Linked DNA regions of Mus musculus: region 1 is linked to region 2. Evidence: chromatin contacts called from public HiChIP or PLAC-seq data. All regions are on one chromosome and are shown on one strand. The core of a region is the stretch at or near the end of the contact, and the rest is flanking DNA. Distances in the headings are between cores, read along the strand shown.

Region 1 (2,700 bases), core at 72-2,571, 140 kb before region 2:
CAACGTGGGCAGGAATCGGAACAGGTTAGATTTCATAAGCCAAGTAAAGACTTCTAAACAATTAAGTAAAGAATGACTCACAAGAGCCAGAGGATTCCAGGGGCACATGGGGCAGAATGAAGTGACAGAATGAAACCGCTTCGATACGGCCCATTAGAGGAAAGCCCAGCAAAGCACCAGAGTTCTTTGATTTATAGTAAGCTAGATAGCATTTAAGTTCTAGACTGAAACTTAATAAGTCTTTTCCTAAGGGAGGTGTGTGTGTTGTATAGTGTGTGTGTGTGTGTGTGTGTGTGTGTGTGCGCGGGTTGTGTAGTGTGTGTGTGTGTGTGTGTGTGTGTGAGAGAGAGAGAGAGAGAGAGAGAGAGAGAGAGAGAGAGAGAGAGAGAGAGAGAGAGAGAGAGAACGCGCGCGGGGCATTTCTGAAAATCACCACCACCCCTAATCCTGAGAGCCCCATGGCCGCGCGCCACCTGGTGGCAGCGGGAGGTGGGCCCTGGAGGAGGAAGGGGAGAAAATCCAGGATTTTATTTGGTGGGAACTTCTGTAAACTGAGGCGATAGCGTGTATGTGAGAGTTGGTCTCTTATCACTGGATCCGATTCTTATTACACCTCTCATTTTTGAGACAGGTATACTGAACAGGAGTGGGAAGGGGAACACTCCGGGAAAGGGACATTCTTAAAACAGAACTCTTTAAGACACAAGGAGTCAGGGGTCTCAAGTTTTCTTTGGTGGCATCAGTGGAAGTGATCTTAGTTTGTCCATCTGTTCTATGGGCAGGGTGCGGGGAATGAAAGAGGAGGAAGAGAAACTTTAATCTTTCCCGCCCACCCGGAGGTAAAGGGGCTTTAAACACTTCTCCGGAAAGCAGAGTTGTATAGATTCTATTTGCATACGAACGCAGTCACCTCGGGTTAAACTCGGGTCCTTTAATCTCTGGTCCAATTTGTCGCTCAGCCCGGGAGGAAAGCCCTCATGAGTACCTACACACCCCGCCCCCTGGGGCCTTCCCCCACAGGGCTGGGCTTGGTTGCACGTGCTCACCCGGTTCCCGGTGGATACGCCTCCTTGGAAAGGCTCATTATTAGTGTGGGGAAATAGTTGGAATCATAGAGCACTATGATCACGAATAAGTTACAATAGAGAGAAAACTCTGACATAGCCGTTTATTATATTAATATATTAGAAATTTTATTAGAGTTTGTAATAGTGATAGGTTTGGGTTCTCCCTACTTAGGTCTTCCTGTTTTTTTTCCATCACCCCTTTATTTGGTAGAGTCCCGTGTGGGCAGCCTCGTTGGGAGGACTACATTTCCCAGAATTCCTCACGGGCATGTGCGTGGCAGCGGCGCGTGACGTCAGAGGAGGGAGCTGGCCAGTGCTGAGGGGGCGCGGCGCGGAGGGGCGCGGAGCCGGGCGGCTCAGGGGCCCAGAGAGTGCGGCGGCCGAGAGCCTGCCGGCCCCTGACAGCCCCCTCCCCCCGTGGAAGACCAGGACGACGACTACGAAGGCGCAAGTCATGGCGGAGCAGCGAAGCCCGAGAGGGCCCTGAGCACCGCCGCATGGAGCGGGACGAACGGCCACCTAGCGGAGGGGGAGGCGGCGGGGGCTCGGCGGGGTTCCTGGAGCCGCCCGCCGCGCTCCCTCCGCCGCCGCGCAACGGTGGGTAAGGGGCCTTCTGAGCCCGGGCGGTGCCAACGCCCGCGACCCCCTCTTTCTCTAAGCTGACTCTAGCTCCGGGATGCCGGGCAGCTCCTCAGTGAGGACTCCACCCTGGGCTCGCACTCTCCAGGCAGGGTCCCCGGTCCCCTCTGCTCGGACCCTCCCCTCCCCCCGTCCCCTCTGCGCCAACCCTTTCTCCTCCCCCAGGAGGCCCTGGTGCACGGAGCACCCTCTCTTCCTTCACCAGGGAGCTCGCAGACTCCACACCTTTGCGCCCTGCACCTATCCTGGAGCGTTTTCCTCCTCCACTGTCCCGAGCTTCCTCCCAGCCCGTGAGCCTCCGCCTCTGGGCAGACCGGTAATGGTCCTTCTCGGACCTCGGTGCTCACTCCTGTCCCCTGGCCTTCCTTTACTCAGACTCATTCTTCTAGGCGACGACTTTCTGCTGGCTCAGGTCTCCAGCGGGATCCTGGGGCACCGGGACACCTGCCTTTTCCCGGCGTTTGCCGGACGCTTCCCGCGCCGCCCAGCCTATCTCTTCCGGGGTGCTGAGAATTCCTCACCTGGCCCGGCCGCTTGCGTCCCCTTGTTCCCAGCCCAGTCCTCAGGTTCCTCCGGGCTGGCTCTCGCTCCCTCCCTGGCTCAATGTTTTATTTGTTTCTGTTTGATATCCCCCCCCCTCGGTGTTTGCGGCGGAATGTTTTTATTGGTAAAGTGTAAGGAGCTTTTGTGAGGTCGTAAAAGGTGAACTTTTGAACTTGGAAAGCGCCCTGGAGCAATTAGCGCAGGCGATAGCCCCGGGAGGCCTGCATTACAAAGGGTGCTCGTTGCGGCAGGCCAACGCTCCCGCGGCAAACCCGATTTATTTATTTATTTGCCCTGCCTTCCACCTTTCACATCTCCTCATTTCCGAATAAAGGGCAGGCTCTCAGAGATCCCTGCCTCCTCCCCTCTCTGCGCCATAAACGCGCAATTCTCTGGAAGATCTAGGACCCGAACAGTGTCTAACAAGTAACAGATTTCAGATTGAATGCAA
Region 2 (2,700 bases), core at 92-2,591:
GACTTGGTTTTAAGAAACAGTACGACAGATGATCTCTCAGTGTACCAGCTTATGTGATAACCTTTTAATAGAGGAGGCTAGACAGTGATCCTGAAAACTAGTTTTGACAGTGACCCATTACATAGGAGGATTTACCTTCCCAGTAGCATAAGAATTGTAAGTAGGTAATTTTTAAGGGCATGACCAAGCAGATTCATAGACTGATAAGAATTGCAACTGACTAACTCAGTTAAGAAACTCAAAGAAGGGAATAATCTATGAGATTATTTTGTATACTATCCAGTATGCACTCCTTTTCCTGTAACCCAGATTTTTTTTTTTTCTGAAGGACAAATCCTGCAGTAATGCTTGGGTTTTTTTTTTTTTTTTTCCTAAGGAGCATTATTAGGAAGAGATGCTTGGACAAGTTCAAGGAAAGAATTCCTGAAAGCCATTGGTCTTTCCTCACATCCTTTCACTGTTTGCCATACTGCTGTTGTCTTAAGGATTGCATAGATAATACCTTTGGTTCCAAAAGAAGGTTTGCTCCCAAGAGTCTATCTCTGAGAGATGGCACAGAGGAGGTAGTGTTCAAGTCACCAATGGAAGCCCAATATCTTTTATTTGATATCTAGTTTTGTTGTTGTTGTTGTTGTTTGGTTTTTCGAGACAGGGTTTCTCTGTATATCCCTGGCTGTCCTGGAACTCACTTTGTAGACCAGGCTGGCCTCGAACTCAGAAATCCACCATTGCCCTGCTTGTTTTTGAGACTGGTTTCTCTGTGTAACAGCCCTGACTATCCTGGATTTGCTTTGAAGACCAGGCTGATCTCAAACTTCTAGAGATCTACCTGCCTCTGCCTCCTGAATGTTTGGATTAAAGGTGTACACAACCATGCCAGGCCAGCCTTTGTTTTGTTTGTTTGTTTGTTTGTTTTAAAGATTTATTTATTTATCGTATGTATGTGAGTACATTGTAGTTCTCTTCAGACACACCAGAAGAGGGCATCTCATCCCCTTACAAGTGGTTGTGAGCCACCACGTGGTTGCTGGGAATTGAACTTAGGACCTTTGGAAGAGAACAGTCAGTTCTCTTAACCACTGAACCATCTCTCCAGCCCCAGCCTTTGTTTTTAATTCATTAAATACTCAGCTATATATGTAGATGCCAATACCACAGAGAGGATCTGCTCCCACCCCAGCTGAGACAGGTCATTCTTCTCTGAGCACACATTGTGTTTTGCCCCTCATCTCAGAAGTGTCCTTGTATCTCCTGCTGGCTTGATCTCTACAAGGAGGGGATCTTGACTTTCCAACCTATTGTTTGTCACAGAGTAGGGCTTGCTCAATGTTGACTTGCTTTAAATGTTGAACTCTTTGTCACTAATTCTGGAACAAGGGAAAGGAGGATGGTGTCCCCTTCCTTACCTCTAAGAGATGTGTGAACAAACATTCCAGTGGGCTTTGGGACAAAGATTCTGGTGGGAAAACTGACTCATTGTACTCAAGAACAAACAAAGTTTCTAGATTTGTGAGTGTAAAAGGATCTTAGTGACAGGATAGTATTTCCAACTAGGATGGCTGGATCCTAGTTTGGGGTTTTGGTTTTGGTTTTGATTTGTAAAGAAAGTGAATTTAAGGAAGACTAATAGATTAGAAAGAGCATAGTCCCAGATGGTCTCTCACAATAGCACTCTAACTTAATATTAGTTCAAAGAGGAAGGTTAGTTATGGTCTTTTTTGAAACACCCAGATAAAGTTAAAATAATCTCTTTAACCTTGCTAACTACAAAGTGGTGAGGGGCATTTCACCTTTTTATCATGCAGAGTGAGTAGTGCACTCAGAATTTGCTAGCACACTGTGAAAACTGGGTGTTGGGAGGGGTTCTGCTGGTATATCTTTGTGATGTAGATGAATGTGTCTTTCTGAATCTTATAGTTGTATAATTTTGTAGATGGAGGTTAGAGATTATCATCTTCACAGATTCAACTTTTGAGGAGAATACTCCCTGAGGATGTTGAATTGTTGTGTTCTCTATTCTTGCAATATTCTTATAATATCTTGATGATCAGTACCTAGGGCTGTTCCATAGTAATATTCTAACTCCAATTTTTTTTCATTTGTTGTCCTTTGTTCCATAGTTACTTTTCAGTTGTTGTGATAAAATATTATGACCCAAAGCAACTTGGGACAGAAAGGAATTATCTTAAGTTTGTAGATTAAAAGGAATTTAATCTTATAGTTTATAGTCTATTATTCAGCGAATCAGGACAGGAGCTGATGCAAAGGCTGTGGAGGAACGCTGCTTACTGGTTTTTTTCTCATTGCCTATGCAGCCTGCTTTCTTATACACTCAGGACAACCAGCCCACCAGTGGCTACCAGTATGCTGGGGCCTTCCACATTAATTACCAATCAAGAAAATGTACCACAGACTTGCCTACAGGCCAATTTAGTGGGACATTTTGTCAATTGAGAGTACCTCTTCCAAAATAACTATAGCTTACGCCATGTTAACGTAGAACTAGCCAGCACACATAGTGTAATGAAAAGACAGATTAAAGGCTTCTTTTCCTTACTTAGTAATTTTCAAGATGATATCTTCTCAAACACATCCAACCATTGATGATAGGAGAATTTTTCAGCATTTCTTTTCTGTCCTCACTCCTCCTCTCTTCCAGAACCCATGAAGGCTGGACAGAACCTTTTAGCTACCATGCCT

The links. HiChIP or PLAC-seq counts read pairs in DNA pulled down with a chosen protein or histone mark.
Region 1: an H3K4me3 HiChIP or PLAC-seq map of embryonic stem cells shows a contact between it and region 2, with 23 read pairs. The contact joins the promoter of Nr6a1 here to the enhancer-like site in region 2. A contact is called at or near these places in 16 of 39 promoter capture datasets (the 3T3-L1 cell line, 3T3-L1-derived adipocytes, the C10 cell line and 11 more), 3 of 15 datasets of contacts at CTCF or cohesin (CD8 T cells and the NIH/3T3 cell line), 41 of 484 Hi-C or Micro-C datasets (the 3T3-L1 cell line, 3T3-L1-derived adipocytes, the AtT-20 cell line and 29 more), 8 of 115 datasets of contacts at active chromatin or transcription factors (the SCID.adh cell line, cardiomyocytes, differentiating embryonic stem cells and 5 more) and 3 of 9 other capture datasets (adipose tissue, liver and pancreatic islet).

Annotation. Positions count from the first base shown.
Region 1 is chr2:38,925,082-38,927,781 of GRCm38.p6, reverse strand. Nr6a1 (nuclear receptor subfamily 6, group A, member 1) reads left to right here and starts at 1,321. Exons shown (of 11, transcript NM_010264.4): 1 at 1,321-1,664. The coding sequence starts at 1,565.
Region 2 is chr2:38,789,817-38,792,516 of GRCm38.p6, reverse strand. The region is part of intron 3 of Nr6a1 (nuclear receptor subfamily 6, group A, member 1); the gene reads left to right. Among named protein-coding and RNA genes, the nearest start is that of Nr6a1os, 25 kb to the left of the region's middle. Within about 2 kb of position 1,341, at least 12 of the 459 cell types and tissues checked have an H3K27ac peak or open chromatin away from gene starts, as enhancers often do. A contact at or near this core is called in embryonic stem cells and extraembryonic endoderm stem cells, where this site is marked.